2 separate regions of the Drosophila melanogaster genome follow, and region 2 is linked to region 1. Evidence: chromatin contacts called from public Hi-C data. All regions are on one chromosome and are shown on one strand. Each heading gives the region's core, a stretch centred on a gene start, on an enhancer-like site or on the middle of the called end of the contact. The rest is flanking DNA. Distances are from core to core; before and after follow the strand shown.

Evidence for each region. Hi-C and Micro-C count contacts between places; a contact is called where the count stands out from the background.
Region 2: a Hi-C map of the Kc167 cell line shows a contact between it and region 1, with 3 times the contacts expected there. The contact joins the promoter of Mnt here to the promoter of CG12535 in region 1. A contact is called at or near these places in 2 of 107 Hi-C or Micro-C datasets (the Kc167 cell line and the ML-DmBG3-c2 cell line) and 2 of 6 datasets of contacts at active chromatin or transcription factors (both in the Kc167 cell line).

Annotation. Positions count from the first base shown.
Region 1 is chrX:3,446,840-3,454,070 of dm6, reverse strand. It overlaps CG12535, which reads left to right and starts at 5,128. Exons shown (of 4, transcript NM_001297909.1): 1 at 5,128-5,176. lncRNA:CR44999 (long non-coding RNA:CR44999) reads right to left here. Exons shown (of 4, transcript NR_123782.1): 3 at 3,006-3,061.
Region 2 is chrX:3,668,712-3,675,098 of dm6, reverse strand. Mnt (Mnt,) reads right to left here and starts at 3,298. Exons shown (of 9, transcript NM_001169180.1): 1 at 3,060-3,298. It overlaps Parg (Poly(ADP-ribose) glycohydrolase), which reads left to right and starts at 3,597. Exons shown (of 2, transcript NM_057973.4): 1 at 3,597-4,444; 2 at 4,512-6,262. The coding sequence starts at 3,732. The coding sequence ends at 5,970. Ilp7 (Insulin-like peptide 7) reads right to left here. Exons shown (of 3, transcript NM_130714.2): 3 at 6,254-6,387.

The DNA of each region.
Region 1 (7,231 bases), core at 3,879-6,378:
ACCATTTCTGGCGAAATTAGCTGGCAAATATTTTGTGGGCGCGTCGCTTTTCCAGCGCTTTTCCTCGCCACGCCCCGTGCTTTTTTTTTTCCAGCCAAGGAAAAAGGGAAGGGCGAGGCCACCCACGAAAATGACTTCGGGCCGTCGAAAGTGAAATACATAAATAACTGAGCAGGAAAATCGGCGTGGCCCAGTGCATAATAGACATATTTTCCGATCTACCAAAAAAAAAAACAAAAACCCGTTTCTGCGTTCCACTTTGATTCCCCAGTGATTTCGTTTCGTTCCATGCCATTTCGTTCCCTCGCTCAACCAGACAGAGCCGGGAAAAACTCAATGAATGGTAAAAAAAAAGACAAAAAACCAAAACCCCTTTAGCTGAAGGCTGACTGCACTGCGAGAAATCAATGGACAACAAGCAAGAGCAGTATAAATACCCAACCAATTCAAATGCAACTTGCCAACACTGCAACTTGCGTCGAATTTTTTCTTTTCGCGTAGTGCAAGACTGGCTCGAATATTTGTACGTAGGCAGCGATTGAGGATCTCAAACAAAAGCGCCACGAATTGCCGTGGCCTGTAGTTGTGATCGGCTGTTGCAGTCGAAGTCTCTCTGTATCTTTTTTCTATGCATCAGATAAGTTAATTGGCCGCTTTGGCCCAAAGGGAAACGGCAAAAGAGTTTCGGCCGTTGAATGTTGCCTGCTGCCGCTGGCAAAACTTGTTGCTGCCGTGCCTCTCTCAATGTGCAACGCCAACAATTGCCAGCAACTCGTAACCCAGTGACACAGTTTTGATTGAATTCAATTGAATTGAATGGAATGGAGTGGAATGGAATGGAATGGAATGGTGTGGAATTGAGTCGGTTTGTTGTGCAAGTTATGTTATGTTATATCTATATATGATATTTTACATATTTAAGTGTGAATTTTCCAAGGCAGCGATAATGGCTTCCTAAAACGATAGCCATAAATGAAAACTGTTAACATTTGCCAAGGAATGTTTACAAATTACGAAATCCGTTGTTAATATTAGTAATAGTAATAGTAATAAAGGGAAAACAATAATTTATGTAGAAATTGATATAATTTTACTGCACTATTTACCATTGCCCCTTAACCCCATATGTATGCATGTATTTGATTTAACCCATCACAATCATTTATTCATCTGCACGAATTACCACCACCACCCCCCTCACCAACTGGTGCAATAATTTAATTAATCCAACATGACAATTCACAAAAAGATAATTGCTAAATTACCCCGCCAACAACAATGGCATGAACAACGACAAAAAAAAAATAGCACAGAAATAGCACAACAAATGCAATGATAAATGATTTCAATAATTGACCAAAAAGGTAAACACAGAAAATTTGTTTGAGAAATTAGTTAGTCGCATGCAATTGCATTGATCGGAAAATCAGCGAGCGTATCATTCGATGCACATGTGTGGGCCACAAAAGGGTTAAGCTGGCTAGCAAATTTCAGCATTTTTCCAATTTGTTTGCTCTCTTTGGCGCCATCATCAGTTTTCATTCATAAAGTCGAGTCGCACTCGGTGTGCGAAAGAGATAGCAGGAGGCGTGCGCTGCTAGTTTAACGCATCGCTGAATTCGAGTTTGTGGCCAAAGTCTTTCGTTTTCGTTCCCATTACTGACCTCGTGCTGCATTTTCAGCTTTTCATCGGAAAATTCAATTGTCAACCGCATGCAAAACAGAAACAGAGAGAGAGAGAGAGAGAGAGAGATACAGAGAGAGAGAGAGAGAGAGACAGAAAACTGGCCATGCAACCCGGCTTCAGTTTTTTTTTTACATTTTCAGTCTCGTACTCTCATACCCTCGCAAAAATCATATAAAAGTGGGCCAAAAGCCCACATATATTTGTATGATTTAATTTTTTCTGGCATAAATTAAATTCTTTTCAATGCAAAGAATTCTTTTCGAACTGAACTTTCCAAAGAAATGACACACAATGGTAACATTTTTGGTGAGCTGATTCAAGGGTATGCAGAAATGACTATTTTTATTACGCTCACTTGGCGCATTGCTCGTGACGTAATTGGCAACTTCGGGTATCATCCGCATGCAATATGCCAAGGCGAGATTTGCACTTGTGTAAATATGTATGCGCTTGTGGAAAAATCATCTACGCTTAAAGAATTCTTCGCTTGATTCGCTTAACCCATATTTTAATCAGGATTGGCGATCACATGGCCACATACCACATCGTATCGGTCGCATAAATAACATTTCGAGCGCGTTCAAATGCGATTATTCATTGGTTGCATTTTGGAATGCCACCGATATGCTAATTCAGTTTAAATGTGTAGAAAAGGGTTTTAATGCCAGCAATTTTGGGATTGCGATTCAAGTGAATGTGTCAGTCTCTTGTCATTTGTTTTTTTTTTTTTATTTTATCGAATTTCCATGATATCTTTTATTTTTTTGCATTTTCATTTCATTTAGTACCTAAACATGTTGCAATAAATAAAATTGTTGCAGCAACAATGTTTCTAAACAAGCAAGAACATAACCCACTCAAACAACAAAGCAAAAGTGCTCAAAGAGAAGCGCTCAAGAGGGCAAAGAGAGCGAGAATAAAAAGAGAGTAAATTTCGTATTTTCTCATTTCAAAGTGTAAACGAAGTTTTTCTCTCTTTTCTCTTCGCCAAATTTGCCACAGAGAAATGGAATTAAATATGAGAAAAAGCTCAGCCGGCAAAAGAAGCTTTGCAATTTCACAATTGCGATTTTCGTAATGACGCCAAGAAACGAAATTGAAATTTCATTCTCTCAACTACGTATGTACATACACATATTTACATAAATTCACTCACATTTCGAGACCGCGTGGCATTCTTTCACAGATTAAGGATTCATTCTGTTCATTGTTTTTTTCTTTTTTTTCTGTGGAATCTTACAATGTTTCTCAGTTTTAAGACCGTATTTACACGAAAATATATGCATGCATAAAACTAAACGTTTTAAATGGTACTTACCCAATCACTCACATCATTCATTCATCATTGCGATGTTCATACAAATCCACTAGCTCCTGCAAATAAAAATATAGTTATTTTTGAAATTAGAGAGTTGTTTAACATGTGAAAATGGCCAGCATTTATGGAGCCATTAAGGCAGCAAACGAGAAAGTTCTCCATGGTTTAGGTTATTAGATATTAAGTATTTTCCGTTTCTGTTGGCCCGGTCGTGAACGTGAAATGGGCCCATGGAAATACTCACAAAAAAAAAACAGAAAACAGAAAAACAGAAAAAAAAACGAAACAAATAAAAGTTGGGGTAGGGATGGACGAGAGTCCCAGACAAATTTTATTGCGGCGGCGGCCTAAAATTCGGTATGGGGCGAGGGCGAAGATGGAGCCAGCCGGAGATCCATTGATTTTTTGTTCCGCGATTGCCACGCCCATTTGGCTGTGCGAATATTTATGTTACAGCCGGCTAAAGATGCAGATACAGATATAGATACGGGTACGGATCGGTGCGATGTCGTAAAACTTGTCCAAATTTATAATTTGACATTTATGCATTCTTTATGATTATTTATTACGTTAATTTTTGATTAAAAGTGGCGTCGACAACAAACCCTAGCTCGTCTGACGCCCAAATCGCCTCCCCATTTTCCCCATCCTCTTGATTCATTTGCGACATTTGTGGCATCGCATTCTGACTCAATTAGATGAACTCGGTCGGCATGGAAGGATGAAGTTCGTGATCTTGGAATTGATTGAAGGGGTGCTTCCACGTACATATGTAAATACATACCATACATTTGTACATACATATGTACATTCTGTGGCAGTACTAAGATCGGACTAAGTGTTAGTACTCCGTATTAGGGTAGCATTCGAAAGGCAACAAATTGCATGCGAAATGCGAACAATTATTCATACTTTGTATTTCCGAGAGCGATTAATATGAATTTCGCATTCGCATTGGACTTAGAGACAAGGCAAATGGCATTAAGTGCAAATTTAGCCGGTAGGGGCGGTCATAATCAGTAGCATACATAAATTACACAGACAAATGCACACCAGACATACATATGTATGTACATACATACATATGTGCATACATATACTTCAGCCATAGCTACTATAGCTACTCATACTATATAGAAGTCTATTATCGTGCATTCGAATTTCAGATTTCTCCCCATGCTTTTCGCTGATTTAATTATTTTCATTTCAAATTTCGCACACACTGCTTTTGGTTTATTTTTTGTGTTTTTGTGTCGTTTTTTTTTTGTTTTTTGTTTTTTTTTTTTTGCTCGCTTTATTGCCCGTCCAACATCCGTCCCCGAACTTTGTCAACTGCAGTTAAAATTTATTTCATTTAATATTTCGCGGCGCACGAAGGCTCCATCTAAATACATTGTTCATACATATGTATGCATGTATGTATGTATGTAAAAAGCTCTCTAAAAAATTAAATGCCTGGCGCGTCTTTTTACATGCTGTGCAACATGCGAAAATAAGTCGTAAAGTCATTCTTAAATAAAAATGCCAATATAGGCAAATGTTTGCACGCTTTTTAGTCGTCGTTCGTTGTACATTGTACATACATACGTACATCATTTGCACACTCGACAATTGTGCCCTTGGCCCACCAGCAGTCGAGCCAAAGATTATGATGCTATGGTTAATGGTTAATGGTTAATGGTTAATGGGATTATGTCTGGGGTTCATCAGTTCCGGGATCGAAAAGTGGGATATGACAATAGCTTTAGCTGCAACCGAACATTGAGCATTCTAAAGCCGCCGGATTCGGGAATAATATGTATGTATGTATGGGACTAGGGTACGATAGTTCGTAGATAAGATAACAAATCTAGCGAGAAAGTTGCATAACCTGGATGGTATCTAGTGGAGTCATAATAGAATTATACAATGTTTATACTACTAATATAAGAGTCTATTTTTGGTAGCTCGATTGAGTCCTGGTATTATCTTGAGTACACACACACACACACACGCACACACACACATTTGATACATTCCAAAGGCAGTATACTGAAACTGAAACTGAAACCTGATAACAAGTTCGTGATCTCACGCTCGGAAGCAGTGTGTCCAAAAATAAATGATTTTCATATCTGCAATTACCAATTTCCCATAACTCGTGCCCAAAAAAACTATATAAATGTACATATGTATGTATGTGTTATCAATAATGCAATAGTTCGTGGAATTTACACTCAAATTGTCCCGATTGTTAATTGTTATTATTATTATTTTCGTATTCGCCGTTCGATAAATGATCGGGACACCCAGACATTTGATCACACATTATTTTGATGGACTTGGTCCAGGCGCAGCAGTGTGTACTATTATTATTATTATTATTATTATTATTATTATTATTATGTCTCGTCTGCGTCTTTGTTTATATTCAGTTGTTGTTGGTTTTGCCCAATCGCGCAGCTATTTTCTATTTGCACCGTAATTTTATTTCGCCTTCTACTTTGCCCTGCACTTTGTCACCTTCTATCAGTCGTTTTTTGTTTTGTTTTTTTGTTTTTTCCCGGTTCCTATTTGTTGTTTTCCTTGTGCATTTGGCAAATTAGCTACGCTGCAAGCACCACACCACCCCCCCCCCCACACCGTTTTTCCTTCAGTGTAAAATGTCAACACAAGAGGTGCAGTTATCGTAAATTTCTGTTTGTTTTTCTCGCCACCCATTGATTTTCATTTGCACAATGGGCATTTTGGTTTGTGGTGCAAAACTCGTTCAGTTTTAGAGCAATTATTTTTTGATATCGATAATGGTTTTTAAATTTGCTGTTCATTCTTAACAACGAGATGTAATAAATTCATTTTCCTAATCAATTTCCAGACATTTTTTCCGTCGCAATTGCCACTTTTATACGGCAAACGTGTATGTACATATATGTATATATGGTACATACACATAAACAAAATAACGCTAGGGTATCTCCTTACTGGCCGCTCATTACTTGCACTTTTCCCTTTGTTTTAGTCGCTTCATCAGCATTTCAAATGTGGGAAACGCTGCTGCTCAGTGGGCGTGGCAATGGAGGGGCGCCAAGCGAAAAATAAGCAAAAAAAAAACAAGATGGCTCAAATGTGAATCAAAGTGATAAAACTCGAAAATTTCTACAAATTGCAGTTCAGCTCAGAAAAGAAAACTAGACAAACGAACGTATGTACATATGTAGATACTGAAATTTATTTTATTTAAGTCACTAATTCGATTTGTTTTCTTGCAGTGCAGTTGATAAGACTGCAGTGAGAGGACATCTGTTAATTAGCCATGCACGTGGCTTTCATTTTTACGAAGCTTTGGCTTGGCGCCATTTTCTCTCATTTGGTGAGCACGCCCACTCCACTCCCCACTCCCCCCCACCCACCGCCCATCGTTATAATACAGTTTACAGTTACGCCGATAAGCTGCGAGTTGCCGCCAGTCAAGTAGTTTCACCCAATAATCGCATTTTCCATTGCACTTGCACGAGCAACTTTGGCCGTTTTGCTTACTACAATATATGCAAATGCATATAATGAATAAATGCATACATAAATCGCATTTAAATTTAGCCTTGCACCGAAAAAAAAATTACTTGAAATTTATTAATATTACAAGGCAAATTTCTCACTATTGGAAAGAATCATAATATATTGTATATTTTCTAAGTTAATTATATAGTTTCTTAGTTATCTATTTCTATGCGCATATTTCACTTTATTAATAGGTGACTATAATTTTTGTTACGAACTTATGTCCTTTGCAGGTTCTTCAAAGCATTCCTGTTTTCCTGTTTCCCCTTAATGTGTCCCATTTGATGTGTTCCAAGAACACAGAAGAAAACCCACAGGTGTTCTTCTCTGTTGCCTTAAAGTTGCCTATTTTTTTTTTCATTCTTTCGTACTTTTTTGAAAAAAAAAAAACAAAAAAAAGAAAAAACAATTTGGCAAACAGCATTTGACTTACTTACTTACTGCTGATGCTTTCCGCTGCTGTTTGCTGTAACTCCTTTATCTTTGGGCTAGCTACAAATACAAATACAACCAAAGTCAAGTTCATAATTTCAATTTTCAAGGTTTTCGGTAAACATTTTGCAACAAAAGAGGGGCAAAACAAAGCGGAACAGCAGAAAACAAAGTAAACATTGCCTAGTAAAATAGCGCAAAAAGAGTGCAAAAAAAAAAGAAGAAAAAATGTGCAAAAAAGAAAGAGTAATGTGGGA
Region 2 (6,387 bases), core at 2,049-4,548, 220 kb before region 1:
AATATCCCATTCAGTATGGGTTGTGCATTTTCTATCTGATATCATCAGGTGGCGCCATCTGTCGGCATTCCGTTGTGTTATCTTTAATTGCAAGTTAGTTTGTATGATTAAATTGAATGTTCTTGTCTGTAATTTTCATATTTGGATTAATGTGAAAGACTCCATCTGTTAGGTAGCTTAAGCCCTTTTTTATTTTTGTACTTTCACCACCCACAAACCGCAATAAATTAGCAATGTTATGTATTTTGTTGCTATTGCTTGTTGCTTTTTCATTGTTTTTACACATTTATTGGGGTTAAGGCCTTCTTGACTGGCCATCACCTTTTGTTTTTATTTATTATTATATTGTTGTTGTGCTGCTTTTTGCATATTTTTGTACATACATACATACATATGCACTATTTTTATTTGTTGTGAATTTTTGTTTCGTTTGCTTGTTTGGTTTCTTATTTTGAAAACCAGCAAAATACTACGTAAAAACGATTTCACTTTTTGTTTAAATGGGGGCGTGAACATTGCCAAAAGTTAAAAAATATGAATATCTACATACTTACATATGTATGTATATGTGCATATACATATAGGGGCCTTTTGCATTAATAATAGCGGTAAATAGATAAATTATTTATGAGTGCTGATGATGCAAAACATAAATAGATAATCTGCATTTAATGTTGAACATAATATGTATACATACTTGCTATTAATACATAATTTCAGATACCAAAAATCAAAGGCGTCTTATTCGTTTAAGAATTCTTCCCATTAACAAGCGAATTCGCAAACTCTATTTGTTTTTTTGTTGAAAAGAAAATTTGCTCTTCTTTGTGATATTTGTTGTATATTTTTTCTTCCCCATTTCGCATTGCAGGCGTCTCAGTTTCGCTTTTTCCGTCTTATACTCGCAGAACTCTCAAGGTCATCAGCGCATGCGAATTTTATTTTTTTGCACTCTGTTGTTGTTCTTATTTTGTTTGTTTGAGAGTGTGCGAATATTTACTGGCAAAAAAAAAAGAAATAAATTGTGGGTTTGCTGGGTACGCGAAGGGATCCCGGTGGCTGGGCGATAAAGTTGAGCGACCCTCCTTAGCAACACGTGTGGCCAGCCCTCTCTTTCTAGTCAACTATTTACGTTTCTCTCTCTCTCTCTGCATGCTTGCACTTGTGTGAACAGCACTGCATTGCACAATTGCAATAAAAACTTAAAAACAGTTGTAGGATTTTTTGACAATTATTTCTGGCTTTATAAGTTAGCTAGGAGTGCTTGGATGCAGTGGAGGATAGATACATATATACATTCATATATAGTTGCACATAGCCAGTGCAGCCTGTAACTGCAAGGTTTTCTCCACTCTATCTTCCTCCTCTCGTTCATCATTTTGCACTTTGTTTTGCCAACGTGAGCCAAGTCGCGTTGACAAAACCCAAGAAAAAAGTCGAAACACAAACAAGCAAACGCAATTGTATTTATCATTTCAGTTTTGTTTTTTATTGCATACAACTGAAGCCTCCCCCAATCAAAAGCAAGTCAATGCGAATAAATATACTTATAGATTAAGGCGTTTAACAAAATAAATAACTTCTAGATCCATTTGCAGATGTTTTTATTCGATCTTTTAAGCCCAAACATTTCAAACAATTCGGGATCACATGATATAATTCGACTTTCGCACATAAATATGTGTACAGTGATCACTCGTAAAAAGAACTCATTGATGTTATTCTATACATACATATATTATTATATTTTATGCTTATTCCATACTTTATTCTTCATACAATACAATCTGCCTACCATATAATTTATGGTAACATTGCTTTAATTATGTGTGAAGTGCATCAGAATTCGGATACAAAAATGAATTATTTCTTTAAAATCTGTATATTAATTAATAAAGAACAGAAATTTCCACAAATATGTAAATTGAATTTTCAAATTGGTTTGGTTCCCTCGTTTTGTTTAATTTCTGAAACTGACTCATGGAAGTGCAGTCTTCTGCTTCTTTCAGCTGTTGATTAGTATAAGTTCATGCTTTTGAGGTGACCTTGAAAAGTTTACTAACATCGCGTTTTCGTCGCTCGCTTTTTCCAAGCGATTATTCGGCTCTATGCATTTTTGTTGTTGCTTGTTTTTTTTGCCAACCCCCGAAACGCCACCCCCGATTATTCCTAGTATTTTCGCTGACGCAAATGAGAAAAGAGAAAGCTCTACATGTACAGTGCAGACTCCCATTGCGTTAAAGTTCATCAACGAAATCTAAATGCTCGGGATTTACACCTTTTTCTGAAAATTTATTTAGTAAAATAAATTTCACTTAATATCTGGTCTCTTTCTCTCTCTATCTCTTTATGTGAAAATCGATCGTTTAACTTATTGAGAGTTGACAGTACTTTTTTCGAGTATTTCTAGGTTATGGTCAAGGCGAAATCTAAGCAAATTTGAAGGCTACGCTCAGGTACGAAGAGCGATGAAGAGAAACGCCTCTTCTTTGTAGAATTCTACTGATAATTCGATTTTTGTTTTTGTGTTTTTTTTTTTTGCTTCTCCTTGCAAAGCTTTTTCGTTTGTTTACGCAAAAAGGAGAGAAAGAGATGGTGCAAACAAATTTCGCGGAGAGATAAAGGTGTGTTGAACTTTAGCAAAAGTACATTTCATAAATTATATTTATTTTGGTTTTTAGCTAGCTGTGAATTTGCTTTTGCGTTTTCCTCAGATGCAAGTGTGTGTGCAAATTATGTATGACCTTTTTTGTATTGTTTTTGCGACGCTTTCAAAACAAACAACTGCGCTCTCTCTCTCTCCCTCTCTCGCTCTCTTGTGTCCATTCTCAGAGTCTTTGCACGTGTATGCAGCGGTTTCTCTTCCTCTTTTCAACACGTAAGCTTGAGCAAAATACCACAATCACATAAATATATACATAGGTGCGAGTGACAGTGCCACATTAAGGGTTAAAAACTGAAAAAATTTGATTTGACCACTGACGTCAACGAAATAACATTTTCTTGCCAAACGTGATTATAAAAACATAAAACAGCAATTACTTTCCGCCGCTTCTTACCTTTTTGAGTATTAAATACATTTATAAAAGTTTCGCAGACGCCTTTAACTTGATTTTCCTTGGTAATATGCACTATTATTTTTACCGCACGAAGGACAGGAAAAAATCCTTTCACTTAACGTAAAACTTGGCGCTCGTTATGATAGTTTTACACTTTAAAAAAAAATTAGAGAAAATAGTTGACAAATTGCTGGAAGATTTGTTTTTTTTTTCTTTTTGTTTGTTGTTGTTCCTTCGGCGGTTATATTTGCAATTCGCATTGCAACGGACACAGTGTTGGTATTTCTCGTGCTGGTATTTAAATACTAGCGACAATGAGAGGTAAAATACCACATGTAATGGTCACACTTTCGCCCGCCGAATTCAAGGCAATGCAATTTTGAATTTGTTATTGATTCATTCTCAAACGAATACCAACATATATTTGAATATATTTCGATATATAAACGCTTCAATTCACTACGCTTCAATCGAAGTGTGTGGTATTTATAAAGTGCGATATTCATCACAGCTATCGCTCATCCCCAAAACACCGGTATGCAAGAATTCAGGTCACACTTGATTTTTCCGATATTCCAAAAGGTTTACCAATCTACGGCAAATCGCCGCAGAGCAAGTGCATCCGTGCTGACCAATCGACTCGGCAAGGCTTTGTGCTTAAACTGCGCCAGGATGTCGAAGTCGCCGGATGGCGGGATTTCCGAAATAGAAACGGAGGAGGAGCCGGAAAATCTGGCGAACTCCCTAGATGATTCGTGGCGTGGAGTTTCCATGGAGGCTATACATCGTAATCGGCAGCCTTTCGAATTGGAGAATTTGCCACCAGTGACTGCCGGCAATCTCCACCGGGTTATGTACCAGCTGCCAATTCGTGAAACACCGCCACGCCCCTACAAATCACCGGGAAAGTGGGACTCCGAGCATGTGCGTCTGCCCTGTGCGCCCGAGTCGAAATATCCGAGGGAGAATCCGGATGGCAGCACCACCATCGATTTTCGCTGGGAAATGATCGAACGAGCCCTTCTGCAGCCCATAAAGACGTGTGAGGAACTGCAGGCGGCGATAATATCATATAATACCACCTATAGGGATCAGTGGCACTTTCGTGCCCTTCATCAACTTCTCGACGAGGAACTGGACGAGAGCGAAACACGGGTTTTCTTCGAGGATCTATTGCCGCGCATTATCCGATTGGCATTGCGGCTACCGGACTTGATTCAATCGCCAGTTCCGCTGCTCAAGCACCACAAGAACGCCTCATTGAGCCTGAGCCAACAGCAGATCTCCTGCCTGTTGGCCAATGCCTTCCTGTGCACCTTTCCCCGGAGAAACACCCTCAAGAGGAAGTCCGAGTACAGCACTTTTCCAGACATCAACTTTAACAGGTGAGCGTCCACCAGATTCGTATATCTTCAGTCGAAGTATGTTAAATATATTCGATTCCATCAAAAGGCTTTACCAATCGACGGGACCGGCAGTTCTGGAGAAGCTTAAATGCATTATGCACTATTTTCGTCGCGTGTGTCCCACAGAGCGGGATGCCAGCAATGTGCCCACCGGTGTGGTAACCTTTGTTCGTCGGAGCGGATTGCCGGAACATCTGATCGACTGGAGCCAAAGTGCGGCGCCGTTGGGTGATGTGCCATTGCACGTGGATGCCGAGGGAACAATCGAGGATGAGGGCATTGGACTGCTGCAAGTAGACTTTGCCAACAAATATTTGGGTGGCGGTGTCTTGGGACATGGCTGCGTTCAGGAGGAGATACGCTTTGTTATCTGTCCGGAGCTATTGGTGGGTAAACTCTTTACGGAGTGTCTGCGACCATTCGAGGCCCTGGTGATGTTGGGCGCCGAAAGGTATAGTAACTATACGGGATATGCCGGAAGCTTCGAGTGGTCCGGCAACTTTGAGGATTCAACGCCAAGAGATAGCTCAGGTCGTCGACAAACGGCCATTGTGGCAATCGATGCCCTACATTTTGCCCAGTCACATCATCAATATCGCGAGGATCTCATGGAAAGGGAGCTGAACAAGGCGTACATTGGATTTGTTCACTGGATGGTGACGCCGCCACCGGGTGTGGCAACTGGTAACTGGGGTTGCGGCGCATTCGGCGGTGACTCCTATCTGAAAGCCCTGCTGCAACTTATGGTCTGCGCCCAGTTGGGCAGACCTTTGGCCTACTATACCTTTGGAAATGTGGAGTTTAGGGATGATTTTCATGAAATGTGGCTGTTGTTTCGAAATGACGGGACTACGGTGCAGCAGCTTTGGAGTATTTTAAGGTCGTACAGTAGGCTTATTAAGGAGAAGAGCTCCAAGGAGCCGCGTGAGAATAAGGCATCCAAAAAGAAGCTATATGATTTTATTAAAGAGGAACTTAAGAAGGTCAGAGATGTGCCCGGAGAGGGAGCATCCGCCGAAGCTGGAAGCTCTAGAGTAGCTGGATTAGGCGAAGGAAAATCAGAAACATCAGCGAAATCCTCGCCAGAACTCAACAAGCAACCCGCCCGACCGCAAATCACCATAACGCAACAAAGTACCGATCTATTGCCCGCGCAATTATCGCAAGATAACTCAAATTCTTCGGAAGATCAGGCCCTTCTTATGCTGTCGGACGATGAGGAGGCCAATGCCATGATGGAGGCCGCTAGTCTGGAGGCTAAAAGCAGCGTAGAAATAAGCAACAGCAGCACAACGTCCAAAACGAGCAGTACAGCCACGAAATCAATGGGTTCAGGTGGCCGCCAGTTGAGCCTGCTCGAGATGCTGGACACCCATTATGAAAAGGGTTCGGCCTCGAAGAGGCCACGAAAATCACCCAACTGCAGCAAGGCTGAGGGTTCAGCAAAGAGTCGTAAGGAGATCGATGTGACCGACAAGGACGAAAAGGACGATATTGTTGACTAGGTGATATTGCACTACAGGATTGTTACTGCCCCCAAAATTGAAGAGGTATAAAATGTATTGTAGATAACTTTAAGGACATATTTAGGGCATTTTAAAGTAGGATCATTGTAAGTCGAATAAAGTGAAATTTTTTTTTTTTTTTTAATTATACTATTCTAATCTGCAAAGACAATTTTACTGTTAAATTTGTATAACATTGATTGATTAATATAATTTGTTATATCATGCAAATCTAGCTTTTATTATGCGAAATTTGTAGTTAAAGCCAGTAAAGTTTCTTTTTATTTAACCGAAACCTTTTGTTTATTTTATTTGACCACAACAAGAACATCAACAACAACAACCACGAAAAAAAAAGCGAATATATATTTGTTTGTTCGTATATATATATATATATCTAAGCAGATCCAACGTCGA